Linked DNA regions of Mus musculus: regions 2, 3, 4, 5, 6 and 7 are each linked to region 1. A link is a contact called in public HiChIP or PLAC-seq, capture Hi-C and promoter capture Hi-C data. All regions are on one chromosome and are shown on one strand. Each heading gives the region's core, a stretch centred on a gene start, on an enhancer-like site or on the middle of the called end of the contact. The rest is flanking DNA. Distances are from core to core; before and after follow the strand shown.

Region 1 (4,248 bases), core at 509-3,008:
GACTCTGGCCTTGAACTTCTGACCTTCCTGCCTCTATCTCCACAGTCAATGTTCGACTACTGAACTATGTTCCTGTGTCTTCACCTTTGTAGTGCTGGGGTCACACAGCCTTGATACCACTAGCCCCTCAGATATTCTAAATCTCTAGAATTTTCCAAATGACTGTTATCCAATACAACGTAAACACTATATTAACGGCAATTAGTAACTATACCAGAAGTGTTTTGTGTACACTGTGTGTGTGCACATGGAAGCATGGAGGTCAGAGGACGGCCAGTGCTTTCACACTCCACAGCATCCCCTAAAGAAAGGGTCTCCAACTGAACCTGGGCTAAGATGGCAACAAGCCATCTCTAGCTGATTCCAGCTTACTCTCTATACAGACTCGGATGGCCACACTCAGCTGCTGCTGTGGGTGCTGGGGATTTGAACCCAGGTCTTCATGCCTGGACAGGATGCACTGAGTCTCCCCAGCCTGAGAGCATTTTTTCCTACAGCATTTTCCATCTGAATGACTGTTCAGATGCTGGGGACGTAGAGAATCAATCTAGCCCTTTCTCCAAGTGAAGTTACTGGTGGTTACTGAATGACAAATGTGCTGTAAGGTGAGGGTTCTGTGTTGGAAAGGGTCCTGGAGGGGTGAGGTCAAGCACAGTAGAGGTCAGGCTGGCTGGCGGCTGGAAAGTGGGGCCCAGCGCCTTACCCTCCAGCAGCACGATGCCTCTGCGGATGTCCTCATTGTATTTGCTTCGAACCAGGCACCAGGCATATTCAAATTGCGTGCTCTTGGACACAGAACCAGCTGCCTGCTCAGACTGAAATTTCCTTTCAAAATTCTGTCATTAGAGAGAAGAGTGACCATTTAGCAACAAAGAGCAGCAATCATTCTCCAGCTAACTTGATGTCTGAATCCCAGTTAGATCATATTTTCCTCCCTGCCGCCTTTCCCTTGTAGATCTTGGTACCCCGAAGCTTCTGTCATCTCCACCCCTGGGTCCCATGCTGTGTCCTCCCCTTCGGAAGGTCCGTGAACCCAGCCCCTAGTGGTACCAAGAGGAGATGCCACCTGGTGGCAGCTGGAGGCACTGCTCCCAAACCAGCTGACCCCAAGTGTCTGAAGAGTAAACATACTGTCCCAGAGCTAAACGACCTCCTACATGGCCTTTCCCTTGAGGCCGCTGGTCCCGTCCCACCCTACTCTTTTGGGCCTGGATCTGCCTTACTTTAATTCTAGGAGAGGAAAGAAAACACAGCTACAAGGATGCGGTGAAAATAGCACCGTGAGGAACTAAACACTAGCGAAAATTTACACCAGTGACTATACTACTCCATCCCTGCACACGAGTACCCCAAATTCCCAGCTCTGCATCACACTAAGACCCCAGGCCTAGGTCTGAGTTGCTGAAACCCGGGAAGCTACAATTCCCGTCAGGCCTAGGGACACGAAGCCGATTCCCACAAGAAGCAGGATGCCGCAGAGGCTGCTGGGAGCCGTAGTTCAGCTTGCCAAGAAAGACGAAACCGGCACTGGTTAGCCTCAGTCAGCTCTCCTCAGGAACTGCCCTTTCCAATTCTGCCCTTCTCCTTCCTCCGTCCCAGACCTTACCTTCAGATCCTCCACAGACACCAGCTCGTTCAGCACGGCCTCCATGGCCGCCGCCCCTGAAAGCCTCACACTAAGGTCTCTACTGGGCCACAGTCTCCATGGTCCAGTAGCAGGGGCGGAGAGGCACTTCCGGCATCGACCTGTGGAGGCCCCGCCCCTTCCTCCTTTGCCTTGGGGCGGGCGGGGGCACTAGTGCCTACGCTGGGATACTTTGCTCTCTTTGGACTCCCCTGATGTCCTAGATCCTCCCTGCATCACATTATCCTAGGAACCAGTGTAAGAACCCCTCACTCTAGGACCCTGGATTATCTTCAATGTTTGCAATAAAATCCTAATGAGTACCAGGGGCCGGAGGGTCTCAGTGTAGTCTCTCACAAAGAGATGCTCAGTCTCTCATAAAGCAAGAGGAATTGGTAGCTATACCCTCTCCATGCTCCACGCACTCCCCCACCTCCCCCCTCCGAAAACTTGGGTCACATGACCATAGTGGACAGCCATTCTTAATAGGATTCTGAAGAAAACCCAGGAAACACAGTCCAGGGTTAAAGGCCCATGGATGGCTCTCATGTTCTGTTGCCAGACCCCACATAGCTCACAACTGCCTGGGTTCCAGCTATAAGGGGAAAACTTGGGTCACATGATCCGCCTGCCTCTGCCTCCTGATTGCTGGGATTAAAGGCACACACCACCACCCAGCTCAGCCTGCTCTCTTATAGAACCCAGGACCATTAGCCCAGGGATGGTACCACCCACAATGGACTGGGTCCTCCCCCAGTTATGTAAATGCCTTGGAGCCAGATCTCATGGAGGCATTTTTCTCAATTGAGGGGCCCTCCTTTGAGAGAGCTCTAGTTTGGGTGTCAAGCTGACAGAGGACTAGCCAGCACACTCGCTGTCCCTTGCCCTATGATTCTGAAACCTCCAGTAATCACAGGCACTCTGCATGTGCCTGCCGTCTTTGCTATTCAGAACATCTATCTTCTAGCCCTGCCGTTGCTTATTGGTTGATTCATTCATTTTTGATTGAGCATTTCCTAAGTGTCGGTCACTATTTAAGTACAGGGATTGGCACTGAGAAAAAGAAAACTCCTATCCTTATGCATCTAATGTGGGGAGGGGGAATGGTCATGCAGGCTTTCATCCTAGCGCTTGGGAGGTGGAGGCAGGAAGAGGAGGAAGTTTAAGATCATCCTTGGCTTAGCAAGTTGGAGTCCAGCCTGGGGTAGGAACTCTTCTTGGGAGCCAGACAATCCAAGGCTTTCTCAGAGGCCTGGGTGAAAGGGCAAAAGGAATGTCAGCTCTGTGTCACTGTCCACAGGCAGACTTGGCAAGGTCTGAGGCTGGGGCCTGGGCCTCACAGGAGTGAGGGTTGCAGTTTGTCGGGATCCTACTCTCTTCCTGGCCTATGGCTATTCGTCCTTAGATAGACGTGTATGTCTGAGGTATCCTGTGTTCTCGTTGCCAACGTTGTCTAATTTAGCTACTTTGGGCCATTCTCCCCCTACAAATAGCACATAAGATGCTGTATTTTGGGCTGGAGAGATGGCTCAGCGGTTAAGAGCATTGACTGCTCTTACAGGGGTCCTGAGTTCAATTCCCAGCAACCACATGGTGGCTCACAACCATCTGTAATGGGATCCGATGCCCTCTTCTGGTGAGTCTGAAGACAGTGACAGTATACTTATACTTACATGCATAAAATAAATAAACAAATCTTTAAAAATAAATAAACAAACAAATGAACCAACAAAAACCCTGATCCCTTAAGATGATACACCTTAGACCTCAGAAGAGCGTGTTGGATCCCCCCACCCCACCCCACCCCCGCCCTGGAGCTGGAGTTACAGGTAGTCATGAGCTACCTGACATGGTGTTTTAGGGTTTCTATTACCACGGAGAGACATCATGATCCTGGCAACTCTTTGCTTGTTTGTTTGTTTGCCCTTCCAGAAGCCCTGGGCTCAGTTCCCAGTTCTGTCAGGTGGTTCACCACCTCCCAGAACTCCAGTGTTGGGGATCGGGTGCCTTTGGCCTCTGTGGGCACCTGACATGTACACAGAAGCACATACATTTGTACATACAAAGTAGATCTTTTTAAAAATGAAAAGCAAACAAAACCGCAAACATTGTGGCAAAGTGACAGATATATAAAATTTGGCCTCTGACCCACGGTCCCCAGGATCCCTGTTTTTTTTTTTTTTAATTTTTAATTTATTTATTATATGTAAGTACACTGTACGTGTCTTCAGACACTCCAGAAGAGGGAGTCAGATCTCGTTACAGATGGTTGTGAGCCACCATGTGGTTGCTGGGATTTGAACTCCAGACCTTCGGAAGAGCAATTGGGTGCTCTTACCCGCTGAGCCATCTCACCAGCCCGGTTTTGGTTTTTTTAACACGGGGTTTTCACTATGTAGCCCTGGCTGAAATGGCCTCTGTGGCTCAGAATAACTTTAAACTCATACAAATCAACTGCTTCTGCCTCCAAATGCTGGAATTAAAGGTGTGAGCTACCACACCCAGTTAGGATCCCTGACGGAGGTCGCAGGGGCGCTGTAGTTCTGAATGCCTTGCATCTTCCTGAGGAATGGGAGCGACTTAATTCTCACTAACTGGGCCCTGGGTGGTTTTCAGGATGGAGG
Region 2 (4,248 bases), core at 1,107-3,606, 970 kb after region 1:
AACTCACCTGGTGGAGGGAAGTGACTCCTGCAAAGTGCCCTGTCACCTCCACACATGCGCACACAACAAATGCATGTTTCGTTTTTTTTAAGTAATAATAAAAAATAAATGTTCTGAAGTGCTGGGGCTTGAACTCAGGTCTTGTATGCTGGCTAAGCACTTTGCCAAAGCTGCTCCCAGCCCATAAAGGATGTCTAAGGTAGGATGGCGCATCCTCTGAGACTGGTTAGACAGAGGCTGTGCTGGCAAGGGGCCACGTGAATTTATTTGCAACATCTGGCAATCAACAATCCACTCCTGGGCCTCATCTCACTCCTGGAACCCCAGAATCCCACCGTCCATAAAGCGTGTGTGTGTGTGTGTGTGTGTGTGCACAGATGCATGGGTGTTCCCGCAGGCTAGGGGACAGCCTGGATTGCAGTTCCTCAGGTGCTATCAACCTTGCTCACTCACCAAATACGTGGCTGGCTGGCTGACTAGCAAACCCCAGGGATTCACCTGTCTCCTCCCTAGCATTAAAAGTGCAGGTACATGCCACCATGCCAGGCTTTTTACCTTGGTTCTGGAGAGCAAATCTGGACCCTCCTGCTCGCCAGGCAAGCACTGTATGGACTGAGCCATCTCCCTTCAGGGTCCACACCCACCTTCTCCTTGGAACACCAGATTTCAAAAGCTGCAAGGTTAACTTCCCCGCGGCTCTCACCTCCTCTTCACTGAAGAGCTGGCACCAAACTGTCCCTTCTTGATGAAAGCACCAGATCCTCAGAAGCAATAACTTGTCTGAGCTCCCATCTTGATAGGAACAGCAAACAAGAACCCGGCAAATCTGAGGCCTTGCTGACTCAGCCACACCGATTCCGAGGTACCTTTGCCAAAAAGATGATTAAGTCTTCAGTGAAGAATCGGCAAGAGAAAATGAGCGCACAGATGTTGGGTCCCGTGTGCTGTGGCTGGCAACTGGAAATTACCAGGCTTATTTTCCAACAGCTTGGGCAGGGAGCAGAAGCTAGGGACAGTCTTTCTCAGCCCACTCAATTAAACCCTTTCTCAGAAAAGTCTGCGTGAGGACTTCAGAAACCGGTCCCACGGATGGTCCATGAAGGAAATCAACACACCAGAGAGGATAAAAATTTGACCAAAGTCACACAGAAAATAAGCAAAGAGACTTGACACCTTGACCAACTGAAGTCAATCCTGATTCTCGTGGCTACTGGGAACTCTACATCACAGAACTGTTACTTTTGGGTTGTTGGGGGTTTTTTTGTTTTGTTTTGTTTTAAGCAGGGGCCACAGTATATAGCTTAGGGCTGGACTGGAACTCCTGAGTCTCCAGCTTCTGCCTCACAAGTGCTGAAATTACAGTCATAAATCACCACACCTGGCTAGCACTCTTTTGGGGAGTGAGAGGGATGTAATATAGTATCTTGTGATGAAGCACAGGCAAGCTTTAGCTACCCGCAAACCTTTGTCTCCCAAATACTGGGATTATAAATGTGCAACACATTGCTGGGCTCTCTAGAATTTTAAAGGGGCTAAGACGGCACGGAGAAAAGAGAGTTCATTAAAGGTCTTGCCTGTGAACACATTCCCATTCATGCCACTGTGGAGGCAAAGCTAACGCGGGCAACCCTGCAGCTGTGTGAGGGATAGGATGAAAAGCGGAGCTTCAAAACAGAGACACCCCAAAGTGCCCCAGAGACCCAGTCTGACACAGACCGAGAATGGAAAGGCAAACGCCTCCAAAGTCCAACTCTCTCAGACAGTGGTGGATCCCTATCGCCTGGATGTAACGCCCCCACACACACACAAACGCTCCAGGACTGAAACTGACCCCTCAGGGAGCCAGGGTAGCAATAGCCTCACTGCTCTTCCAGGTCCTGTAGGACTCAAACTGCCAGGGATGCGACCCCTGTCTCTGCAAAAAATAGGGCTCTTACCACACCCAGCCCAGTCCCCAACGCTCAGAGCGTCCCAACTGCGACTTCCCGCCTCCAGGACCCTGGTACCGAGGTGCCCAGGGCTCCCAACGCCCCCAGGACTCACCCATCCCGCCGGCACGGCCCTCCCTCCTCGCACGACCGCCCCCTTCCGGTCTCAGCTTGGCTCAATAGCCCCCTCTCCTCAACCCACCCACCCACCCTCGGGACCCCAGGCTGGGCGCCAGCAGGTGGCCCGCCCGTCCCGCTCACCGAGTCTGAGGGAAGCAGAAGGAACAGGTTGAGAGGACCGCCGACCTCCGGGCTCAGCTCCGGCTCGGCCTGGGAAGAACCCTCGAGTATGTCTCCGACTCCGAGCCGGAGGCAGCCGGAGTGAAACTCGGCGTCGCAGCCTCCAAGCACCGCGCTGCGCATGTCCACCTCACGCAGTGCCTTCTGGGAAATGTAGTTCTGATGAAGCTGAGTGGGCTGAACCAAAGCACACCAGCAGATATAAATGTACCCAGCCTTCTCTTTCTCCTACTGACTTACTCCCTCGCTAATCACTGATGCATTTGATTTTTAATAATTTTTATATTTCTTTTTATTATGTGTGTATATTCTGGAGGGGGGTGTACTTACAGAGGTCAAAGAACAACTTTAGGAGTCCGTTCTCCGTGTCCACCTTCACGTGGGTTCCACGGATCGAACTCAAGGTGTCAGGCTTGTCAGCAAATGCCTTTACCCTCTGAGCCCTATCGCCAACCCTGATTTTTCCTTTTGTGGTGTTGAGGATCAAAGTTAATGCAAGCACAGTAGACAAGTGTTCTACTACTAATTAATCCCCAGCTATAAGAGTCCACTTGTAGGGGTGGAAGGGGTCCAGGATCTCATGTACCTCGGAGTGGCTTTGAATTTGTGATGTAAGCCTAGGCTGCTCTTAAACTCTTGAACCTCCTGCCTCTGCTTCCTAATTGCTGAGCTTACAAGCACAGTCTTTAAAAACATAGATTTAAAATTTTTAAATAAGAAAAGAATCTATTAAAAAATGTTAAGCCGGGCGTGGTGGCGCATGCCTTTAATCCCAGCACTCAGGAGGCAGAGGCAGGCAGATTTCTGAGTTCGAGGCCAGCCTGGTCTACAAAGTGAGTTCCAGGACAGCCAGGGCTACACAGAGAAACCCTGTCTCGAAAAACAAACAAACAAACAAAAAACAAAAAACAAAAAAAAAAGTTAAACCTTGGCTTAAGTTGGCCTGGCTCAGTGGTAGAGCACTTATCTATCGAGTAGGCAGAAGACCCTGGATTTGCAAAAGAAGTCCTTAAAATTCCACTTCACAGAGCCTGTTCCATTCCCAGAACCTGCTCCCGGCTCACCAAGCAGAAAAGATGAACACAGCTAGAGAAGTCAAGGAGGCCTGGCCTCAGCAGTGTCACTGAGGAGCAGGGGTGCTTGCTACTGTTTTGCTTGGAAAGGCAGAATTGTGTTGCTTCCTGCCTCTGCTAATTGGTCTCCATCTGACACTGCAGAGGGACAGTCTGATAAGACACAGCTGCTTTGCTCATTATTTCTGATGAATGGATGGCACCTGGCATTTCCTAGTGCCGATGGTAGCCACCAAGGACCCACGTATAATCTATACAGCCAGAAAGATCTTAATGACTTCACAGCCCAAAGAAAACGTGTCTGTCCCCAAAAGCTCTACATAAGTCCCTCCTAGTGGAAGTAGGGGGATTTTTTGTTTATTTGTTTTGGAGACAGGGTGTCTTAGCACCTGGCTTCAGAGATGGCCTGCAACTACTAATCCCCCTGTCTCACCTTCTGAGATTGCAGGTGTGTACTGTTGTTCCCAGCTATAGAGGAGGACCAGGCAGGGGGAGCGGGGGGGGGGGGGGGGGGGGTTACCCAGGGCTTCCTGCACACTAAGCAAGCTCTCTGCTGACTCAGGCATATCCCCAGCCCTCCTAGCCTTAAATGGACTCCTGTCTGCTGATTTCCATTTTGCATCCATGAACTTACAAATAAGGACTCCTATTTTTTATTATTCTCATTTTTTTTTTTTTGTACAGGGATGGGTCATGCCACAGCATTCATATAGATGACAGAGAATGTGTCCTTCAGGTCTCTGCTTCTACCACGTGAGTCCTGGGATCAAACCTAAGGCATGAGACTCGGTGACAAGTGTCTCCACCTGCTGAGCAAGCCATTTTGATGCTCTTGTGTCCATACTTAATTCATCTTCAATATTTAAGTGTAAGCAATCACTTTTTTTTTTTTTGAGACAACTGTTCCCTATGTAGCCAGGCTGGCCTTGACCTCACAATGTATCCCA
Region 3 (4,248 bases), core at 457-2,956, 920 kb after region 1:
GGGTCGCTGGTAACAGCCAAAATCATTGCCCACCCGAAGCACGGGGACACCTCCACTGCCACCGGTCAGGTCCTCACATGGCAGCTGATCCAGGGACAGGGGTAATGTCATATAGTGGCCGTCAGTCAGCAGCTGTGGGAAGGTCGGGATCTTAGCAGCAGTCTGTGGGTTCTGAAAGTCCCTGGAGGCTGGAGGAAAAAGGGACAGATAGAGGCAAGAGCAGGCTGTGGCCCTGTTAGGTCTATTAATAAGATAGGCGCTTGTGGCCAAATCTGCCGACCTACGTTTGATCCCCAGGACCCACAGGTTGGAAGGAGAGACCTGACTCCCTCAAGCTGTCCTCTGAATTGCCCACGATCACGTCTGGACTGCTACATACAATAAATAAGCAAGTGCAAGACAGTTATTTTAAAGGAATAGAGAGCAGCGGACTGCTTCTGTCCCAGGAAGCGATCTGCAGAGGGCGTGACCCCACTTCCCCAGGTGACATAATGGGTCTCGATCCCCATCGGGGCTCCAACAACTCAGGATCACACATGAGATATTTACATTAAAAATTCGTATTGGTAGCAAAATTACAGTTATGAAATAGCAATGAAATAATTTTTTTGTTGGGGTGGGGGTCACCACAGCATGAGGAACTGCGTTGAAGGGGCGTCAGCATTAGGAAGGTTGTACTTGCCTAGCAATGCATAAACCCTGGCCTCTATCCCTGGTACCACATGGACTGGCATGGTTGTGCATGCCCACCGTCCCAGCAATTGGAAGGTGGAGGCAGTAAGCTCAGAAGTTTAAGGTCACCTGGGCTACAGCAGACCCTGTCTCAAAAAAAAAAAAAAAAAAAGGACAGGCTTTGCCCACCTTGTGCTCAACACATCCCTGGCTAATCTAATCTACAGTCCTGACCCTCACACCCAGAGACAAGGTCAATGTTACCATCCACCCAGATCCTCGGGTATCTCTTCTCAGCCCATGCCCTCACCCCAAGACCCCAAGTCCTCAGCACGCACCATTGCTGAAAGCCACCACTAGCCAGATGGTGTCCTTAGTTGAGACATGCTCATCAAAGACGCACCGAGGCTGCTCCAGAGAGAATGTAGTGGCTGTGATCTTCCCTTCCAGGTCCCAGGCTGTTATCTGCGGCACGTAGGCAATCAGGTCTATAGCCATGGGGGACAAAGGTGAGAATCGAGATAAGCACTGCTGTTCTGTGGGGCTCCCCCTCCCCTCCCCGATTCTCTCGGTCCAGGAGGTGTAATAGGTTCCCAGAACCCTAGGTTTGGCTAAGGGCATCCATTGCAAGAGCTCCACTCACCTAGACTCAGGCTTTGGGGGAGCCACACGAGCACCAGGAGAAGCAGGGGCGGCGGAGGGTGAGGCTGCCACCGCGTTCGCACCATGACTGCCACAGCACTTGATCAGGCCTGACCAGGCTTAGGGGCTGGTCCTGTCTCACCCCACCTCCGACACCTCTGGCCTACAGTTGCTGGTCACTTGGACTGCCAGGAGAACAGGAAAGACCTGAACCTATGAGCTCACCCCTCCCTGCTCCCAGCCCACCCCAGGGAGGGGCTCAGTGGGCTCCTGAACAGGGGCCCCACTCCAGAACTAAGGGAGAGGAGCCATTTAGGGTTGGCCTTCACGTGACCCCCCAGTCACCTCCATCCCAAAGCTGATGTCTAAATTGTGGTACCACCTTACTCCCTGGCCCTGGGAGGGAGACTCCCCTCCTCTATCTGGGCCCAGAACCACATGCCTAGGATTCCTGAACTCTGGGTGCCAGGAGCCACCCTCTGGCCATCCATCCTTATCCAGGAAGTGAGGAGAGGGGAGAGCCTGTGTGGTAGGCTGGCCCTGACCTAGTCCAGCCCCAAAGCAGCTCCCAGACACTGCCTGCCCTCCATGTAGCCTGTGCCCAAGGAGATATGTCTTCCCCAGCTCGGAATGTCCGTTCCTTCTCCAGTGGAAGCACTAGTCCTCCGAAAGGACGGGACAGCCTTTGGTGACTGACAAACATTTTGTTTATACAAACCCTACAAGTCCTTTTTGTTTGTTTGTTTTGTTTTGTTTTGTCGAGACAGAGTTTCTCTGTGTAGCCTTGGCTGTCCTGGAACTCACTTTGTAGACCAGGCTGGCCTCGAACTCAGAAATCTGCCTGCCTCTGTCTCCTGAGTGCTAACCCTACGAGTCTTATTCTATGTCGTTTTAAGTTTGTTTGTCTGTTTTTGAGACAGGTTCCCATGTAGTACAGACTAGCCTCAAACTCACTATATAACAGAAGATGACTTTTGAACTCTTTTTTTTTTTTTTCTTTTTTCCTTTTTTGGTTTTTCCAGACAGGGTTTCTCTGTGTAGCCCCGACTGTCCTGGAACTCACTCTGTAGACCAGGCTGGCCTTGAACTCAAAGGTCCACCTGCCTCTGCCTCCCAAATGTTGGGATTAAAGGCGTGTGTCTCTCTCTGCCTGGCAGTCTTTGAACTTTTGATGCCCCTGTGATCACAGATAGGCACTGCTAGCTTCTGCAAGCAACCTGGCAACCAAACACACACACACACACACACACACACACACACACACACACACACACACCCGCTATAAGACCCACAGACCAGTGACCCTGTGTGTGTGTATGCTTTTCAAACAGATCTTGCTAAGAATCTCTGGCCAACTAGGAATTCTTGCTGTGTAGTCCAGGCTGGCCTTGAACTCATGATCTTCTTGCCACCTTTTTCCAAATTCTGGGATTCATGTGTGCACTACTACAGCAGCATGAATGTGCCTTTTTTGTTTGTTATTGAAGACCTGGTTGGTACACAGTTCCTTGCATCCATGCTGATGTAGTCACCTTTCCATTGCTATGACAAAACACCATGCCCAAGGCGACTTATAAAAGAAGCATTTAGTTGGGCTTGCTGTTTGGAGGGTTAGAGTCCATGATGGTGGAGCAATGGCGTGGCAGTAGAAATACGCAAAAGCTCACATACTGATCCTCAAGTAGGAGATAGAAAGAAAACACTGGAAATGGCTTTAAAAACTCCAAAGTCCACCCCTAGTGACACACTTTCTCCAACAAGGCCACACCTCCTAACCCTTCCCAAACAGTTCTACCAAATAGGGACCAAGTATTCAAACATATGAGCCTATGGGGGAATTCTCATTCAAACTAACACACATACACACACACACACACACACACACACACACACACACACACACACACACACGCCTCCAACCCCTCCCTGGGGGATTCTAGTCAGGGGCTCTACCACTGAGCCTCACCCCAGCCCCTCCCTGGGGGATTCTAGGCAGGGGCTCTACCACTGAGCCACACCCTTAGCCCCTCACTGGGGGACTCTAGGCAAACACTACTGCTGAGTCACCCCTGAGCTGTTCATTAGGGTATTCCAGGCAAATTCTCTACAGCCCTAGGTTGGTGGTTTTCAGTATTTTCATAAGATTCACACTAGGGATAGCCCCTCAATAAGAGAACAATTGTCTGGCATTCATATGACCCTGGGTGTAGTCCCCTAACTACAAAAATAAATTAATTCAATTAAAAAGAAAGAAAAGATATTTATAAAGGTGTATGGCCATCAGTGCTAATGCCAAATCCCTTTCATTATCCCAAAGGGGAAGACTGCCTTAAACAGTTGATCCTTGGTCCTCCCCACTCCTCCACTGACTCCAGATCTACCTTCTGTCTCTCTGTACTTTGACTATAATGGACAGCTTACAGCAGTGGGTTTTACTGTTGGGCTGAGGGACTAAAAACTGAACGCAGGACTTAGAGCACACCAGGCAAACATTCCTTATAGCTCTAATCCCGGTCCTCTATTTTTTTCTATTTTTATTTTTTAGTGTTGGGGAATTTAGAGCTTTGCATTTGCTGGGCAAGCACTCTACCATTGGGCTAAATCCTCATGCTCAAAGAACAGCCACAAACCTTAAGACAAAAATGTCCACCGCGAATTGGACCCAGGTTTCTCTGGCATATTAGGGGGTGACAGTCCCACCCCTCTCCTTCCTCTTTAAATTTTAAAGCAGGGTTTCTTTGAACTGGCCACGCTGGGCTGTAAACTCACTCTGTTACCCAAGCATGACCTTGAACTTGCATCCCTCCTGCCACAGCCTTAGAGAACACAGAGCTCAGCTCGTGGACCTGCACACCCAGGCCTGACTTGCTCTTGGATTACTCTGTTATTGTCCATTCCACATCTTTGTGTGCATGGGAGGAAGGGTCTGTGCCT
Region 4 (4,248 bases), core at 494-2,993, 880 kb after region 1:
AGGTAGGCACAGCCCAAGAGCTTCTGGAGGTTGGCGCCAGAGCCAGCTGCTGGCAGGGATGGGGAGGAGGTGACAGACGGAAGGGGCTGCTCCTCCCAGCAGACACCAGCCAGAGGAAGCCAAGATGACCTGGTTTACCAATGCCCAGGGAAGGGAGGGGGGCCTAAGGGCTTGCGGGAGGGTGTAGGGGACTGAGAAGGCCTGGAGAGCTGGGGCCCGAGATCCCCTGTGGAGGCTCAACCAGCCTCCACCCTAGAGACCTAATTTCCACTGGAGCCCCTCCTCCCTTTATGCACAGAAACCCACCTTAAGTCAGCCCACCCTCCTCCCTCCCCATTGCCATGGCAACTGCTGAGCTGGCCTCTTCAGGCCCAGGGGGCCTTGAACTGGAACCGCTCCTGGCACTGAGAGTGCTGGGAGAGCCCGCCTGCCCGCCGGAGAGATGAACACACACACACACACACACACACACACACACACACACACACCTCCCCAATTCTCAGTTCTCTGTAGCCAGGAAACCCACCGGGACCCGGAGCGCACTTTGAACCCTAGGCCTCTGCCCCGCCCTTTCTTCGGTTTTATGATCGTGGCTTCTCCCCGACACTAGGATTTCAAGCACTTGGGTCCAGAAAGGGAAACTGAATCTTTGCAAATGAGGACATAAGAAAGCCACGAGACACGTTCTAGGAGTCACGCAGTTGACCTCGGGAACTCACTAAAAACAGTGTGACAAAGGGGTGTCCGAAAGCTCCCCAAATCTGGCGATGGATTAGAGGAAGCTTTATGAAGGACGGTAATGCATTTTAGGAGCCCTAGATTCACGACCTTGCTTTGACACCACCAGCTAACATTTCCTGTCTGTCGGCATCGGTTTTCTAATCTGTAAAGTGGTCCGAGGAGAAATGCCTTGCAGGGAGCGATTAAAGGGAGAGGCCCGGCAAAGTCAAGGGAGACTCTAAATCCTGCCTCTATGCATCCCTCCTGTCCCCTTGACCTACACCCCCACCCCCACTTTTCACACCTGCATGCCTTGCCCAAATGAATAGCGAATAGCGAACAAGTCCGGCGGACAACTCTTGGGGTTGTTATGGACTCCCAAACTACAGAGAGAGGGGGGGACACTCCGCCCCTTTCAGCCACACCCTGGGCAGTTCTTGCGATGCCATCCCAGTGCCAGTTTCAGTCTTTTAAAACTCCTGCCCCCCTATGAGCCCTGGCTTCCTGCTGTTCCCAGGTGGAGAAGCCCCTCCCTTGTCTCTAGCCCTCCGCCTCTAGCTTGCCCCTCCACTCTGTCAGGTATTCACAGCAAATCTCGCTGTCCCCATTTTCGTAGCCAGTCCCCCTCCGTGGCTGTACACGCCACATCCTCTCCGCTGCTCTCCTTGTGGGGAAGCCCTAAGGACCCCCCGCAAAGGTCAAGTATATAAAAGGGGATCCCATCAAAGTTGGGGTGGCCACCACCCGTACCCACTACTCACATGTCCTTGGCGGGCAGATTTTTCCCTTCTACGATTCGGATGGACAGCGAACTGCGCTTGGCCATTGCGGGTCGGCGACGTGGAGGCCTGGCGGGGAGGGGTTCGGACTCATGGGTCCCCTCTCGGGGTAAGGAGGGGGAACAGTGCGAGTGGCGCTGCAGGCAGGCGGGTGCGGAGGCCAGAGAGGGGAGCGCTGGGGCTGAGGGATCTCCGCTACTCCATTCACCCCTCCCCGCCCCTCCTGCGGGGGCGGGGAGACACTGCATGGAAGGACCAATCAGCGTCCTGGATGCCCAGAATGGGCGCGGCCTATGCGGCTTGCGTCCCTCATTGGCCACCTGGAAGGGAGGGCGGGCGGGGCCTGCCCCGAAGTGTAGCTGCTGGCACCCGGAGATTCTTCCACCACCAGGATCCCTCCTGGTGCTCTCGATTCTCAGAGAGAGAGCCCAGGCTCACGGAGGGACCTGGGTGTGCAGCATAGCTGCAAATCCATTAATGGCCGCACGCTGGGAGTAACTTGTCTGTGACAGACCTGGAAAGATGTGAAGACTCAGGCAGTTGGGAAAGTTTGAGGACATCAAATCTGGAAAACAGGATTGTTTGGGGCGTGTTTGTATTGTGGTTTCGTGTGTGTTCAGGTGTGCAGGTAGAGGCCAGAGATCACCCTCCGATTTCATTCTTCAAGATCCGTCCACCATTTATTTATTTGTTTATTTATTTATTTTTGAGACAGGGTTTTTCTGTGTAGCCCTAGCTGTCCTAGAACTCTCTCTACAGACCAGGCTGGGCTCGAATACAAAGATTCACTTGTCTCTGCCTCCCAAGTGTTGGGATTAAAAGCCTGCACCACCACCTCCAGGCTCTGGCTACCTTTTTAAAATTTTTGTTTTTTATTGGCTGATTGATTAGGGTGTGGCTTACATGTTGTGGTCCCAAGTGGAAATCAGAGGACACCCGCAAGAATCTTTTCTTTACTTTCACCAAATGGGTCCCAGGGATCAAATTCAGATTATCAGACTTGGGCAGGAGTCTTTCTACTGACCCATCTCCTCTGCCCCACCTTGTAAGACACAAGGTCTCTCATTGGCTTGAAACCTCCCCAGTAGTCTAGACTGGCTGGCCAGTGAGACTCCAGGATCCACCTTTCTCCATCTTGCCCACTTCTGGAGTTCTTTACAAGAGTTCAACACCATGCCCAGCTATCCATTAGTCCTGGGAACGAGTGATTCTTCTGCTTGCAAAGCAGTTTAGCAAGTGAACCATACTTACCTAGCCCTAGATCTGCATTCCAGCCCGCCATCGCTGCCCATACTGGTGACCAAACCTAGGTCCTTGAGTGTCCTGGTCAAAAATTCTGCTACGAGTGACATCATTTTATTCTTCTTTACCCCAAAATAAGATTCCATTGGGGATACAGACATACATACAGATTTTTTTTTTTTTTTGACACAGGGTTTCTTTGAGTAACCCTGACTGTCCTGGAACTCTATAAACCAGGCTGACTTCAAACTCACAGAGATTCCCCTCGCCTCTGCCTCTCCAAGTGCTGGGAATTAAGGGGTGCGTCATCAGCACCACTCCACCAGATTTTATTATGCTATGTGCACATATGCAGTACCTCTGGAGGCCAGAAGAGGGTATCAGATTCCCCCTGAAATTGGAGCCACCTACTGTAGGTGCTTGGAACCAAACTCTGGTCCTCGGCAAAAACACCAAGCTTTGTTAGTCTCTGATGGGGATCTCACTCTCTACTAAAATAAAATAGCCAAAAGTACCCCCAAGGAATTATTGTTTGTATGTTACTTAAAGACTATAAGATCGGGCTGGAGAGATGGCTCAGTGGTTAAGAGCACCAACTGCTCTTCTGAAGGTCATGAGTTCAAATCCCAGCAACCACATGATGGCTCACAACCATCCATAATGAGATCTGATGCCCTCTTGTGGTGTGTCTGAAGACAGCTACAGTGTACTTACATATAATATAATAAATAGATCTTAAAAAAAAAAGATTATAAGATCACTGAGAAGTGACTTGGTGGAGCAGTTCGTGATCTTCCTGTCCACTGATGGCTTGTCTGGGGAAGAGGGTCTCTGTGTGTAGCCTGTCCTGTCCTGGAGCTCAAGGCAAGCAAGCTTTGAACTTATGGTCCCCCTTTACTTTCCAAGTGGTCAGAATTACATGTGTGCACCACCATACCTGGTTTTAAATATGGCAAAGTGAGTGTTTCCTGTATTATTAGCCAAAGAGGAATCCAATCGGCATCCCATGGGGATGCATAAAAACTCACAGTTAGGTAGGTGGGTAGGGGGAGGGGAGGAAGATGGGGGGGGAGAGAGGGAGAGAGAAAGAGGGAGAGAGGGAGAGAGAGAGAATAAAATGCTGTAAAAAGCTAGGCTAAGCCAAGGGTGGGGGTTAGGAAAAGGTGAGATAGGCCTTTAATTCCACCTCCTTAGAAGGAGGATTGTAAGTTCAAAGCCAACCTGAGCAGCATAGGGAGATACTGTCAAAATAAAAAGGAAGAAAAGGGCCAAGAGTTTGGCTCAGTGGCGGGGAACTTGCCTACAATAGACCAGTGAGAGGGCAGGGATGCAGCCAGTGGCCAAGCGCTTGGTAGTGCGGATTCCAGGCCCAGAAAGAACAGAAAAGTAAAATCTAGATCACAGCCAGGAGCAGCGTGGTGCAGGTACATCACTGTGAACACTGACAACAGACCCTTCCTCACCATGCTGAACAAGATGCTGCTATACTCTGTGTCCCTCATGGGGT
Region 5 (4,248 bases), core at 958-3,457, 850 kb after region 1:
TTGCTCCTTTTTTCAAACTCGGTACACAAATATTTTCTTACTTTGTCCACGCCTGTCTGAGATAAGAGGACAACCTGTAATTGTCAGGTCTCTCCTGGTACCATAGTGGTCCCAGGGACTGAACTCAAGTCATCAGGCTTGCCTGCGGGTGCCTGCGCTCAAGCCATGTTGCCAGCCCAGAACATGGATGTTTTGGACCTGATTGTCCTTTTCTGGGAGCCTGTCTACTGCACCAAGGGTTGTTATCAGCATCCCTTGCTGCTATCCACCCGCTGCCAATACCAACGTGCCTGGGACAACCAGAACCTTTTCCAGATGGCCAAATGCTCTTGCTCATGGGACAACAACCGGGCTCTCAGTTGAGAATATGCCCCCAAGGAAGGCTGAAGTAGCTATCAAATGTCAATCACAAAACCCTGCCTCTTAGGAATGAGCAGTGTCGGCTACAGGTCTGCAGTGTACACTGTACTGGCAAACTCGGAGGATCTTGAAGAACTTCATTATTTATTGACTGATTGATACAGGGATGAAATGAGCCCCGTGCATGCTAGGTAAGCAATCTACCACTGGGGTATACCTCTGAGAGGCCAAATCTACTCCATCTTGGGACCTGCTACCTCCATCTTAAAGAAAAAAAAAAAAGCCGGGCGTGGTGGTGCATGCCTTTAATCCCAGCACTCTGGAGGCATTGGCAGGCGGATTTCTGGGTTTGAGGCCAGCCTGGTCTACAAAGTGAGTTCCAGGACAGCCAGGGCTATACAGAGAAACCCTGTCTTGAACCCCCCCCCCCCCCCGCAAAAAAAGCCTGAGAACTTGACCTACAGCAGAACCCAAGATGCAACCAAGTACCAGGAAGGACCTCACGGCTTGTCCCTTGGCCCATACCCCAGAGTTACTCCCTAGCAACAGTTAATCAAAGATTAGTCTGGTTGCTTCAGATCTACTTTCAGATAGTTTGTGATTGTTCATCTCCCTTCACAGCACCACCTGTCAGCTTACAACAGACATTCAGTTAGATACCTGCCAAGCTCCATACCCCGTCACTCCCACTCCCTAGAAAACCTTGTCCTGGGTTCAAGGCTGCTCTGCCTTCTCTTCCTGTCCTGTTGTGTCAGGGTTGGGTTGGAGGAGAGCCCAAGCCCGAGCTTGTGATAAAGAGACCCTAATGGAAACGGCTCCTTAATGATCTTTTGGGGTTCACAAACGATTCCTAGCACACCTCCATACCTTTTTCCCACTGAGATAGAGACTAAGCTGACTTCCAAGAAGGGGCACACACACGAGAGAAGGGTTACACAAGAGAGAAGGGTTCGTAGCAAACTTTGAGTCATCAAAAGAGTGTATTTGGCTACCATTAAGACAATTACATAAAGCCAGAGCCGGTGGCTCAGGCCGTTAATCCCAGGTAGAAGCAGGTGGATCGCTGAGTTTGAGGCTAGTCTGGTCTGCAAAGCTCGTTCCAAGACAGTCAAGGAGGATACACAGAGAAACCCTACCTCCAAAAGACAATTAGATGCTTAATCTCTAAACCTGTAGCCACTCGAGTGCAAAGTACTTCCCCCTGCTCTCTGAATGCACACAGACCCAACTTGCGTCTGTCTTACTTTCTTAGCGCTCTCTTCCTCTGAACCCTCCTGCTTAAGCCCATATTAAAGTATCTTTAATTAAAAACCCACCAATCCTGCTTCACTAAACCGAAGAGTCCTGAAATTCTTTTTAGCGTGGAGCCACGAACCCGGGTTTGGCCTAAGTCGGGATCCCTGAAAATCTAGGAGAAACCCTCAGGTTGCTGAGGAGTGTAAGAGAGCTGTGTCTCTGTCCCTTCACAGCTGTCATCATGAACCAAGTGTCTGGAGCAAGACACTCCATGTCCCAGAGCCTCCGATTTCCCACTGCAAAATGCATGCACGCGCCAGTGCTTCGCGCCGCTGCCTGAAGCTGGGCAGACTCGCATTGAGCAGCACGGAAGACTCAAAGCAAAGCCCGCCTCCCGCCTCGGTTTCCCCAGACAGGAGCAGTGCGGCGCTCCAGCGGAGCTGACGGCCGGCAGGCTCCTATGCAACCGTCCCCGCCTCCGCCGGCCTCCACTTACTTCTTCTCGCCCTCGAAGAGCAAGAACGACTCGAAGGCCGGAGGAGCGTTCATCCTAGCGCCGCGCTCTCGCTCCCCGACACCAACCCACAGTCTCCTTCCGCCAACAGAGCCCCGAAGCGCGACCACTTCCGGATTTCTCAGCCGCAGCCAATCAGTGTAAGCACCTGGCCCCCGCCCCCTAGCGGCTCGGATGACCTAATGCAGGCGCAGGCAAGGCTGAGGGCGAGCCGTGCGCATGCGTCAGTTTAGAACCCTTGTTCGAGGCGTCCATGCTGAGTGTTTTGGCGCGTGCTCCCGCGCCCGGAGTTGAGCCACCTGTAGCTGGCTCCCCGGTACCGACTGAATGGGACTAAGAGTCTAAGTGGGCTGCTGCTGCAGGACCCCCGGGTGGGCCGACACTGGCGGACTTATGAGGCCTTCTAGATGAGGACCAGTGGAGCAAGAAGGGATGTAAAGGTTGGGGAGGAGCTTGGGGTACCAGCGCATCTTCTCTTGAGCACACAGGTAACTAAAAACACGATGAAAGCTTTGCACCTCGCCATTTTTCAGCGGTCTCTGTAGCAATCTTTTATTTTTCCTATTTTTAAAGATTTTTATTTGCATATCTTGTATGGGCACGTATATGCAGGTGCCTTTGGAGACCAGAAGAGGGTTGGGTCACCTGGAGCTGGAGTTACAGGTGGTTGTGAGCCCCCCCTGCCCCAGTGGGTGCTGGGAACCGAACTCCAGTCCCCTGCAGGAGCAGTAAGACCCTTAACTGCTGAGCCATTTCTCCAGCCTCCCTGATGGCTCATCTTGTCAACCGGATGAAATTTAGAATCATCCTAGAAACAAACCCCTAGGAGGGGCCAGCAAGACAGCCCAGTGGGCAAGGGGGAGTGTGACCAAATCTGATTACCTAAATTCAGTCCCCAGAACCCACGTGGTGGTAGAGAACAGACTTCTCCGACCTCCCTTCACGGTATGCATTTACACATGTGTGCACTCACAATAGAGAATAATAATCATAACCATAATAAAGAACGTTTGGTTGTCTTTGGGATTCTAGACAGATTTGACTGAGGAAGACAGACGTGTATGGCATCATCCTAGAGGCTCAGGAGTCAGACTACAGCTTCCTGGCGCAGATGCAGTGTGCTTGGCTGCCTGGGAATCCTGTTGCTATGACATCTGCATTGTATACCCTTCCTTAAGATGCTTCTGGTTGGTTGTTTTTTTGTTTTTTTTTTTTGGGGGGGGGGTTCGAGACAGGGTTTCTCTGTGTAGCCCTGGCTGTCCTGGAGCTCACTTTGTAGACCAGGCTGGCCTCAAACTCAGAAATCCGACTGCCTCTGCCTCCCGAGTGCTGGGATTAAAGGCATGGACCACCACGCCTGGCTGCTTCTGGTTGTTGTTGTCTTGGTTTTGTTTGTTTTTCAAGACAAGTGTTTCTCTGTGCAACCCTGGCAGTCCTGAAACTTGCTCTGTAGATCAAGCTGGCATCGAACTCAGAAAGCTGCCTGCCTCCATCTCCAAGAGTGCTGGCATTAAAGGCGTAAGCCAGCAGCACCAGGACTTCTGTTCAGTTTTCAGACACAACAACAAGAACAGTAACTAATACAGACTCAGTCTCCCAAGCGTTGGAGCCACAGGCATGAGCCATCCTGTCCATTGGTATCTGAGTGCTGAAGCACCACTGGGTGATGGAAGTGTCACAGGAATCAAGCGAAGACGATGATGTCAGGTCCTGGAAGGCTCTGGGGCCCTTCGCATGCTGGGTCACACTCCACTTTGCCTCTGCACATGGGCATATTACTTCTGGAGTGTCAAAGTAGTGATGCCTAAGCCAGCTCAGCCACCTTCAAGGCTGAAGGTACAAAGATAATGCAGGCACCTTGCTCAGCTCTTACGTCTCCAACTGGGAGGAAGACGAGGAGGAGGAAGAGGAGGAAGCAGAAGCTGTTGCTGCCACAGCCCAAGGTTCCCCTGTCACAGCCCAAAACTTGCATCCACTTAATAATCTAGGAACAGAGATCCTGGAGAGCGGAGCTCCCCATGAGGTCATCAGGAATGCTAGTTATCGCATGGGACCGAGCTTAACTCCTCGAGCAATAGGGTTTTCTCCAGGCCACTCTGTGAGCCAAGGCTGAGATTAGGAGAAGGCAGACCAATCCC
Region 6 (4,248 bases), core at 729-3,228, 830 kb after region 1:
GCCCTCCAAGGCCAGAAGAGGGCGCCAGTGACTTGGGTGTTGGGAGGCAAACTTAGGTCTTTGGTTTTTTTTTTCTGAGACAGGGTTTTTCTGTGTAGCCCTGGCTGTCCTGGAACTCACTCTGTAGACCAGGCTGGCCTCGAACTCAGAAATCCGCCTGCCTCTGCCTCCCGAGTGCTGGGATTAAAGGCCTGCGCCAGCACGCCCGAAGCAGTCAGTGTTCTTAAGTGTAGAGCCATCTCTCCAGCCTGGGCGGTGCTAGGCAGGTGCACTATCTCCAGACCACGCCTCCAGCTAGAGACTGGCTTCCTTCTTTTAGCAGCACATCTTCAAGGTGAATCCATATGGAACTCGCGTCAGAATTTCCTTCCTTTCTAAGGTTATATCTACTGCATGGATATCCGAGATTTTTAAAAATCTCTTATTAGTTTATGGTTTGCCTCTTTCTTTCCTGTCGAGACAGGCTTTTATTTAGTCTGGTTTGAAACTTGCTATGTAGATATCTTTGACCTCCCTCAAGCCAGCACCAACACTGCCCACTCTTCAGTTCACCAGTTGATATAATAAACACTTGGGTGTTTGGTCACTCTGAATGCTGCCATGATCCAGACATAGTGACATATGCTTGCAATCTTAGCTTATGGAGGGGGCGCCCTGGGGCCTCTAACTAAAGAAAATAACTAAAACAAAAAACTTGGCTCAGGCCCCTTTGATCTCTTTAAGTGTCTGTCGCCTCAGCCACCCACAGCTCCTATCTCAGGCCTCTACTCAAGCATTCCCCTGGCTATGCATCCCAGCAACTTGCTACAGCACTGCCAGGGCCATACAAATGCTCTGAAGTTATTTTTCATTCATTCATTCATTCATTCATCCATCCATTGCCCATTTTGATGGAAGGTGTTAGCCTGGTCAACAGAGAGCTAGAAGGGAAACATTTTAACATTCTTCCTGGCCTACCTGACTCCTGATCCTATTAGTATCTTGTAAGACAGATTTGTTTTTGTTTTTCAAGATGGGCTTTCCTGGAACTCCCTATGTAGATCAGGCTAGCCTGGGACTCACAGAGATCTGCCTGCCTCTGCATCCCAAGTGCTAAGTCTAATGGCATGCACCACCACTGCCCGGCTGTAAAGCTGATTCATACAGGTTTGTTTTCCCAAAAAAATTTCCCCCAAATCAAAGCCTGTTTTGGAGACAGGTTTCTCTGTAGTGTAGTCCTGGCTGTCCTGGAACTCACTCTGTAGACCAGGCTGGCCTCGAACTCGGAATTCCACCTGCCTCTTGTCTCCCGAGTGCTGGGATTAAAGGCATGCGCCACCACTGCCCGGCTGCCTGTGCTGTCTTAAGTCGCTCATTCCCTGTCTAATACAGGCGGCCTAGTGTTCAGCACTCCCTACCATTTCCATGCAGTCTCCCTTGTGCTCCGGAAGCTCACTCAAAACCAGACCCGTTCAGTCCAAGTTATTTACCACTGCCCCCCACCCCCACCCCTCACCCCCCAAAGTCACAGAGATGATGTGTGACAGCCGCTTCCCTACTGCCAAGGTAACTCCTAAAACCTGCTGGGCGGCTGAGGTCCGTTCTCCAGCCTCTCTGCCTTTCAAATGCAGAGATCTCGGCGTGCACCAGCATTTCCCCGCCCTTCCATTAATCAGCCGATGGCACTTGGTCCACCTTTTGGGTTTTGTGAATATTGAAGATATAAGCGCTCCAAACAACTCACCTACCGCGAGGCTTTGGTCCTTGGCTGTTTTACAGGCAAGCTGGGCCTTAGTTTCCCATTAAGATGAATAGATTTTCTGGCTATGACTCTTTTCCTAGTCCGTACCTGAAGGCAGATCTGCCAGGGCGGGTCCCTGTGGCGTTGTCTCTCGCAGATAAGACAGGTCCGGATGCCCTTACAGCCGCACTCCTGCAAAAGAGAAACTTCAGCCGCCGCCGCCATCGCGTCCTCCGATCAGTTAAGAGCGCAGGCGCGAGACGCAGGGGCCGCTGGGAGTTGTAGTCATCGCAGAAGCAGGAGGTGGGGCGTAAGGCTGGCGTTCTACTTCCTTCCGGTCGCAACGGACTCGCAAAGGGTTTGTTGTGCGCCACCTCCTGGGCTCCCCGGCAGCGGGCCTTAGCGACCGGACTTCGTGGAGGCGCGGGTTCGGTTGAGCCCTCGGCCACCCATGGCTCCTCTCACGCCGCAACTGCTCCTGCAACGTGGGCGACCCAAGACGGATAAGCTGGGGAAGATTCAGAGTTTGAAGTAAGAGCATGTGGGGTTGAAGCGGATCCGGGGCGTGGGGTTCTTCCCCGCCAGGGTGGTTTGATGGGCGGAATGCAAGGCTCAGACCCCTCCGTCTCCTCCTCCTGCCCGGGTTATTCTGTTATCCGGGATTCGAGCCCCAGTCGAATCTCGCGCCAAACGGAGATGTGGGAGATTGGCAGCCAACGCCCGGCGTCAGATAAACTTGGAGCGAACGCCCTTAGCCTTGCGCGGAGTGGAAAGACTGATGAGATACTAAGGGATGTTGAGGGATCCTGTGTAGCACGGAACGGGCTAGCAGGAACTAGTAAAAACAAGAAGGAACTTGGAAGTCTTGGGCTCTAAAGTCATTTTGTTTTGTTTGTTTGCTTGCCTGTTTGTTTTTGAGACAGGGTTTCTCTGTGTAGCCCTGGCTGTCCTGGAACTCACTCTGTAGACCAGGCTGGCTTCGAACTCAGAAATCCACCTGCCTCTGCCTCACAAGTGCTGGGATTAAAGGCGTGCGTGTGCCACCACTGCCCGGCAACAAAGTACTCTTTAAGGGAGGGAAGATGGGCCACAGAAATGATCTGCAGATAAAGGTGCCTGTCTGTCATCAAGCCTGAATTCAATCCCTTGGGCCCAGACAGTGGAGCAAAGCAGCTCCCTAAAACCATGACCCCCTTAATCACGCTTTGATTGTGCCCATTCCTATCCACACACCACACACAGATACATAGACACTCTGTAATACATAGAAAGGTAAGTTAGGAAGTGAGAAGGCTAGAACAGTTGGCATAGCTCAGTTGCTACATTGCTTACTAGACATGCACAGAGCCTGAGTATCCCTAGGGTTCCATCCCTATCAACACCTGAACAGCTCCCAAGGGGTGGCACATGCCTGTCATCTCAGCACGTGGGTAGGGGGAGGAGAGTTAAGTTCAAGGCTTTCCTGGACTACGCAATGAGTTGTGTAGGATGGGATCTCTTGAGTTTTGCGGCCAACCTAGTCTACATAGTTCAGGCTAGCCAAGTCTAAAGCAAGCTTCATGCTTGCACAAGAACTTTGTTGGTGGAAATCCCTCTGGGACAGATGGGGTAATTAATGGGAGGGTCTGGCCCGCTCCCTCAGCTCTCTTGCTCTCTGCCCTCACCCCAGTCTGTCGGGGCTGCAGCTGCTCTCAGAGCACTTGGATCCCAATCTCCTGGGGCGCCTGAAGAAGCTGAGGGAACTTGACCTCTCTAACAACTTGCTGGAGACGCTGCCTGCTAACCTGGGCCTGTCCCATCTGCGCATCCTTCGCTGTACCAACAACCAGCTCGGGGATGTCACTGCCTTGCACCAGTTCCCAGAACTTGAGGAGCTCAATCTGGAAGGCAACCCCTTCCTGACGGTGAGAGGGACCAGGACTCTGTGGGGCAGACTCAGGCTCCATTCCCCCCCCCGCCCCCCCCCCCCCCGTTTCCGTTTTGTTTTGAGACTGGGTCCGATGTAGCACAGGCTGGTTTCAAATTAACTGTGGGTCCGCAAATAGCCTTAAATTTCTGCTCCTCCTGCCTCTGACCTCCTGAGTTCTGACCATGTTCCACAAAGCCCAGTTATGCGGTGCTGGGGACCAAACTCTGGGCTTTGTGCTTGCTAAGCAGGCAGTCTGCCCCCTGAGCTACATACCCACTCCGTTTGGGTTTTTGTTGTTTTGCTTGTTTGAGGCAAAGAGTCTTGCTCTGTAACCCAGACCAACATCAAACTTGAAACGTCCCTACCGTACTCTCCCAAACGTTGAGATTCCAGGCATGCGTCCTTACTCCTTCCTGGCTTTCTGTTATCTCTTCTTCCGTTAGGTCAGTGACAACCTCAAAGTCTCCTTTCTCCTGCCCAAGCTTCGTAAGGTGAATGGCAAGGACACGGCCTCCACCTGCTCACAGGTGGAGAATCTAGATCGGGAGCTGATGGACAGGGTAAGGATGATGGCGTGGGGGTGGGGTCCTTGGTCATAGCAATTGGGTACTGAGTGGGA
Region 7 (4,248 bases), core at 836-3,335, 760 kb after region 1:
AAGGTCTTGTGATATAGCCCCAGCTTGTTTTGAAATCTCTGTCCCTCTGCCTCCTAAATACTAAGATCACATGTATGTGCTACTGCACTCCTCTGGATAGTTTTCTTTCTATCTTTCTTTCTTTTCTTTCTTTCTTTCTTTCTTTCTTTCTTTCTTTCTTTTCTTCTTCTTTCTTCTTCTCCTTCTCCTTCTCCTTCTCCTTCTTCTACAGGCTTGTGCCTTTAGGCCATCTCCCATAGCCTGAGTCAGGCATACCTGCCAGCAGCTCTCTCTGGGGTAGAGTTCAGAATCAGTCAGTGGTGTGATCTAGCAGCTCTCTGTTTATGGCATCTTGCCCTTCTGTGTTTTGTGTCATATTCACTGTGCTGAACTAAACCATATGGTGAGAAACTTTGTGCTGCCCCTAAAGAGTTACCAAAAAAGCCCCTTCCTATGTTCTGGGAATTTGGTCACTCCTGGGTGTGGGGGGGGGGATTGCTGCAAGATTATCCTGGATTTCTGAAGAGGCTCCTCTGTACCCCACACACTACCTCTTCTGACTTCTCTCCTTTCTCTTCTTCACAGTTTTGTTTTTTTCTTTTTTCTTTTTTTCCAGACAGTGTTTCTCTGTGTAGCCCTGGCTGTCCTGGAACTCACTCTGTAGACCAGGCTGGCCTCAAACTCAGAAATCTGCCTGCCTCTGCCTCCGGAGTGCTGGGAGTAAAGGCGTGTGCCACCACTGCCCGGCCTTCCTTCCAGTTTTAATGAAGCTCCTCTCCAGGTTCCAAAGGGAAGCCTCTTGCTCCCTTTAAGGCCCCACCACGTTCAGAGATCCATATACTGTACTGTCTATTGTTCTCCCTCCATCTCCAGCAACAGTCAGCTTTGAGGCCCTTTCATTCTAATAAGCTTCTTCTAATAAAGGACTTGTTTCAGTTTCCTTGCCTACAAGATGTTACTGTTACCATCTTGGGTTTTTGTTGTTGCTTGTTTTGTTGTTGCTTGTTTTTTTGTTGTTTGTTTTTTGAGACTGGCTTTCTCTGTGTAGTTCTGGCTGTCCTGGAACTCTCTCTCTACAGACCAGGATGGCCTTGAACTCAGGGATCCATCTGCCTGTAACTCCCTGGGTGCTGAGATTACAGGCCTGCACCACCACTGCTGGCTCTTAACATCTTTTACTATAGGGAGCTACTTCAGTGCCTCACGCATGGTCAACAAAACACTCCACCACCAGAAGGCCGCAGTTCCATCATTCTCCATTACTTTCACCTTCAAGTGAAAGACTTGAAGTTAATTCCTCGTCAGGTAGATTGGAATGGCAACTTCCTTTATTCTAAAACAGACTCACATACTCAGGCTCGACTGGTGGCGCTGTACTTTCAGCGTGGCCAAGGAGATCGGGTCTGTCTTAAGAGTTCAGTTACAAAGGAGATTATAAGATTATTATAGGAATCGGGGTGTGAGAGGCTGGCGGATCTCCGAGAGTTCGAAGACAGCCTGGTCTACAAACCAAGTTCCAGGACAGAGATATACAGAGAAACTCTGTGTTGAAAAACAAGACAAACAAACAAAAAAACAAAAAAAAAAAAAAAAAAAAAAAAAAAAAGGAAAGGAAAGGAAGGAAGGAAAAGAGGGAGGGAAGGAGACGATATGGAGAGGGCGGAGAAGGGGAGAGAAGAGGAGGAGGAGGAAGAGAGAGTGGGGTAGGGAGAAAGTAGAATAGATAAAAAAGAAACGGAAAAAAAAGACAAAGCCCAGGAGCGAGCGAAACTGGGAGGGACGTGCCAAGAGTCCCAGAGCAAGCTGTGCGAAGTCCTTGGGGACCTGAGACGTCGCCTGGGGCCAGCCCACTCATCATCACTAAAGGCCGTCTCTTCCTCTCCGGATGTGAGAATCAGGCAGCCCTGATTTGTTTTGAAACAGGAAATGAAATTAAAGTGCTATGATCAAAATAAACCACACTGACCTCGCGTTCATGAATATTCAAGCAAGCTGCTTAGGACTGCCTCGTACCTCCGAGGAGAGAGTGCGCATGCGCCTCAGGAGAGCGCCCCTCCCCCCGGGGGTTTGAGAGTGCGCGTGCGCGGTTGGCGCGCTCTTCTGTCGTCATCAATACGAGCGGCCGCCGGCAGCTTTCGTAAAGGAGTAGGAGAGCGGCTATGGCGAGTCCTGCTGCCGCTTCTGTGAGACCGCCCAGGCCCAAGAAAGAGCCGCAGACGCTGGTCATCCCCAAGAATGCGGCCGAGGAGCAGAAGCTCAAGCTGGAGCGGCTCATGAAGAACCCGGTGAGTGGAAGTGGGCCGAGGCGCAGTCCCTTCACCCCGCCGCCAGACCGAGCAAGGCTACATTCAGTCCCCCTAGAGCAACCCTGGGGCGGAGAGGGCGGCCCCGTGGAGGGAGCCTCGCTCCTGTTCTTGTCCTACAGCGTAGCTGCACGAAGGCGCTGCCCAGCCCTCCACACCCTCCTTTTTCTTAGTTTGCTGTTTGCGGTATCATGGCGTTGCTCGTGCTGTCCACGTTCCGTACCGAATCGGCTTTGTAAGATAGGCAGACCTCGCATCCGGGCTCCTCGCATCCCGGCTCCTCTTACCTTATCTTCCCTACGAGCTGGGATGACAGCCCTGCGCTACTATTCAGTATTGCTTCACAGCCCTTTCTATTTTAATATATGAACCAAAGCGGTGGGAGCTGGGTATGGTGGTGCACACCTGCTATCCCAGCACTCTGGTGGCTGACCCCAGAAGTTTGCTACAAATTCGAGGCGAGCGTGGTCTACGTAGTGAGTTTCAGATCAGCTAGACAGTGAGACCTATCTCAGAAACCAACAAAACCCAGAATCGATGTCTTAGCAAAAGTGTACAACTCCAAATAGCAGCCATTATTAAAGAAGCATTGGACGCCAAATTTGGACCACATCACTCTTTACCTCTTCAATGGGCCTCGTAAAACAGACAGCTCATATCTTTGACTAGAAGAGGTTGGCTCGTCTCTTAGTGACGTAGATTCCAGACTTGTTTAGCGCAGGAGAACTTTGGCCCACGTTAGACCCCATGGTGTAGTGGATGAAGTAAGGCCAGGGCAGCAGAACTACACTCAGTCAGCTCCAGATTTGAGAAGCGTGCTCAGTTGAGATCGTCAAACGGGATGTACCTTCCTCAGCAAGTGTATGTTCATAGATGCTTTTCTGTTTAACTGTTCCAGGACAAAGCAGTTCCAATTCCAGAGAAAATGAATGAATGGGCTCCTCGAGCGCCTCCAGAATTTGTCCGAGATGTCATGGGTAATGTCTCTTATGGGTGTCAGGGGTTTATAGTTTTTGTTTTGTTTTTTTTTTAAAGATTTATTTATTATATGTAAGTACACTGTCGCTGTCTTCAGACACTCCAGAAGAGAGAGTCAGATCTTGTTAAGGATGGTTGTGAGCCACCATGTGGTTGCTGGGATTTGAACTCCGGACCTTTGGAAAAGCAGTCGGGTGCTCTTACCCACTGAGCTATCTCACCAGCCCCGGGTTTATAGTTTTTAAGGGGAAATATGAAACACTATTTTCTTTTCTTGTCAACTAGATCTTTGATAGGAAAATTAGTCTGGGGCTGGAGAGGTGGCTAAGTGGTTAGGAACACTGCTCTTCCATAGGTCCTGAGTTCAATTCCCAGCAACCACATAGTGGCTCACAACCATCTGTAAAGCGATCAGGTGCCCTCTATTATATATATGGAAAACTATTTTGTCTTTACAGGAGACAGCACTCCTTGCTATTTTATGGTTTGACAGTAGATAATGGTTTCCCAGTTATGCTTTTGGTTTTGTTTTGTTTCTTGTGGTTAAACCATTTTATTCAGAGGCTTTAAAAGCTGCTAAAGTGTCACATGATCAGACAAACGGACTGGGCAGGGAAGAGCTCCAGGCCCCCTCTTCAATACGATGTTTTGTTTTTGAGGTAGGGTCTCACTGTGTGGACCAGGCTGTGCTTGAACTCATACTCCTCATGCCTCTGCCCCCTAAGTGCTGGCATCAGAAACATCCACCGTTGTCCTAGTTAGGGTTTCTATTGCTGTGATGAAACACCATGTCCCACAGCAACTTGGGGAGGAAAGGGCTCCCATATCACAGTCCATCATTGGAGGAAGTCAAGACAGGAACCTGGAGGCAGGAGCTGATGCAGAGGCCATGGTGGGTGTCTTACTGGCTTGATTAGCCTGCTTTCTTATAGAACCCGGACCACCAGCCCAGGGATGGCACCACCCACAATGGGCTGGGCCCTCCTCA

What was found. Promoter capture Hi-C pulls out the DNA fragments that hold promoters and counts their contacts. HiChIP or PLAC-seq counts read pairs in DNA pulled down with a chosen protein or histone mark. Capture Hi-C pulls out chosen DNA fragments and counts their contacts.
Region 2: a promoter capture Hi-C map of pre-B cells shows a contact between it and region 1, with 2.7 times the contacts expected there. The contact joins the promoter of Dtx2 here to the promoter of Fis1 in region 1. A contact is called at or near these places in 3 of 39 promoter capture datasets (embryonic stem cells, liver and pre-B cells) and 1 of 115 datasets of contacts at active chromatin or transcription factors (large pre-B cells).
Region 3: an H3K27ac HiChIP or PLAC-seq map of large pre-B cells shows a contact between it and region 1, with 5 times the contacts expected there. The contact joins the promoter of Upk3b here to the promoter of Fis1 in region 1. A contact is called at or near these places in 4 of 39 promoter capture datasets (cranial neural crest, hippocampal neurons, liver and 1 more) and 2 of 115 datasets of contacts at active chromatin or transcription factors (embryonic stem cells and large pre-B cells).
Region 4: a contact with region 1 is called in a promoter capture Hi-C map of pre-B cells, with 6 times the contacts expected there. The contact joins the promoter of Rasa4 here to the promoter of Fis1 in region 1. A contact is called at or near these places in 5 of 39 promoter capture datasets (the 3T3-L1 cell line, the HPC-7 cell line, hippocampal neurons and 2 more), 3 of 115 datasets of contacts at active chromatin or transcription factors (bone marrow-derived macrophages, embryonic stem cells and large pre-B cells) and 1 of 9 other capture datasets (liver).
Region 5: a contact with region 1 is called in an H3K27ac HiChIP or PLAC-seq map of cardiomyocytes, with 4 times the contacts expected there. The contact joins the promoter of Polr2j here to the promoter of Fis1 in region 1. A contact is called at or near these places in 2 of 39 promoter capture datasets (neutrophils and pre-B cells), 1 of 484 Hi-C or Micro-C datasets (B cells) and 6 of 115 datasets of contacts at active chromatin or transcription factors (astrocytes, bone marrow-derived macrophages, cardiomyocytes and 3 more).
Region 6: a promoter capture Hi-C map of embryonic stem cells shows a contact between it and region 1, with 2.5 times the contacts expected there. The contact joins the promoter of Alkbh4 here to the promoter of Fis1 in region 1. A contact is called at or near these places in 5 of 39 promoter capture datasets (cranial neural crest, embryonic stem cells, hippocampal neurons and 2 more), 1 of 15 datasets of contacts at CTCF or cohesin (large pre-B cells), 2 of 484 Hi-C or Micro-C datasets (CD8 T cells and Sertoli cells) and 6 of 115 datasets of contacts at active chromatin or transcription factors (the 230-238 cell line, astrocytes, bone marrow-derived macrophages and 3 more).
Region 7: a contact with region 1 is called in a capture Hi-C map of macrophages, with 6 times the contacts expected there. The contact joins the promoter of Prkrip1 here to the promoter of Fis1 in region 1. A contact is called at or near these places in 3 of 39 promoter capture datasets (cranial neural crest, hippocampal neurons and pre-B cells), 1 of 15 datasets of contacts at CTCF or cohesin (large pre-B cells), 1 of 484 Hi-C or Micro-C datasets (cerebral cortex), 1 of 115 datasets of contacts at active chromatin or transcription factors (memory CD8 T cells) and 1 of 9 other capture datasets (macrophages).

Annotation. Positions count from the first base shown.
Region 1 is chr5:136,959,587-136,963,834 of GRCm38.p6, reverse strand. It overlaps Fis1 (fission, mitochondrial 1), which reads right to left and starts at 1,758. Exons shown (of 5, transcript NM_025562.3): 1 at 1,607-1,758; 2 at 704-836. The coding sequence starts at 1,651.
Region 2 is chr5:135,992,908-135,997,155 of GRCm38.p6, reverse strand. It overlaps Dtx2 (deltex 2, E3 ubiquitin ligase), which reads right to left and starts at 2,356. Exons shown (of 11, transcript NM_001256096.1): 1 at 2,190-2,356; 2 at 704-866.
Region 3 is chr5:136,035,954-136,040,201 of GRCm38.p6, reverse strand. It overlaps Upk3b (uroplakin 3B), which reads right to left and starts at 1,706. Exons shown (of 6, transcript NM_175309.4): 1 at 1,316-1,706; 2 at 1,011-1,160; 3 at 1-188. The coding sequence starts at 1,400.
Region 4 is chr5:136,081,411-136,085,658 of GRCm38.p6, reverse strand. It overlaps Rasa4 (RAS p21 protein activator 4), which reads right to left and starts at 1,743. Exons shown (of 21, transcript NM_133914.3): 1 at 1,482-1,743. The coding sequence starts at 1,546.
Region 5 is chr5:136,114,650-136,118,897 of GRCm38.p6, reverse strand. Polr2j (polymerase (RNA) II (DNA directed) polypeptide J) reads right to left here and starts at 2,207. Exons shown (of 4, transcript NM_011293.2): 1 at 2,093-2,207. The coding sequence starts at 2,145.
Region 6 is chr5:136,133,875-136,138,122 of GRCm38.p6, reverse strand. It overlaps Alkbh4 (alkB homolog 4, lysine demethylase), which reads right to left and starts at 1,978. Exons shown (of 3, transcript NM_001347492.1): 1 at 1,829-1,978. The coding sequence starts at 1,945. Lrwd1 (leucine-rich repeats and WD repeat domain containing 1) reads left to right here and starts at 2,049. Exons shown (of 15, transcript NM_027891.4): 1 at 2,049-2,251; 2 at 3,390-3,624; 3 at 4,073-4,189. The coding sequence starts at 2,172.
Region 7 is chr5:136,196,791-136,201,038 of GRCm38.p6, reverse strand. It overlaps Prkrip1 (Prkr interacting protein 1 (IL11 inducible)), which reads left to right and starts at 2,085. Exons shown (of 6, transcript NM_025774.3): 1 at 2,085-2,264; 2 at 3,181-3,259. The coding sequence starts at 2,139.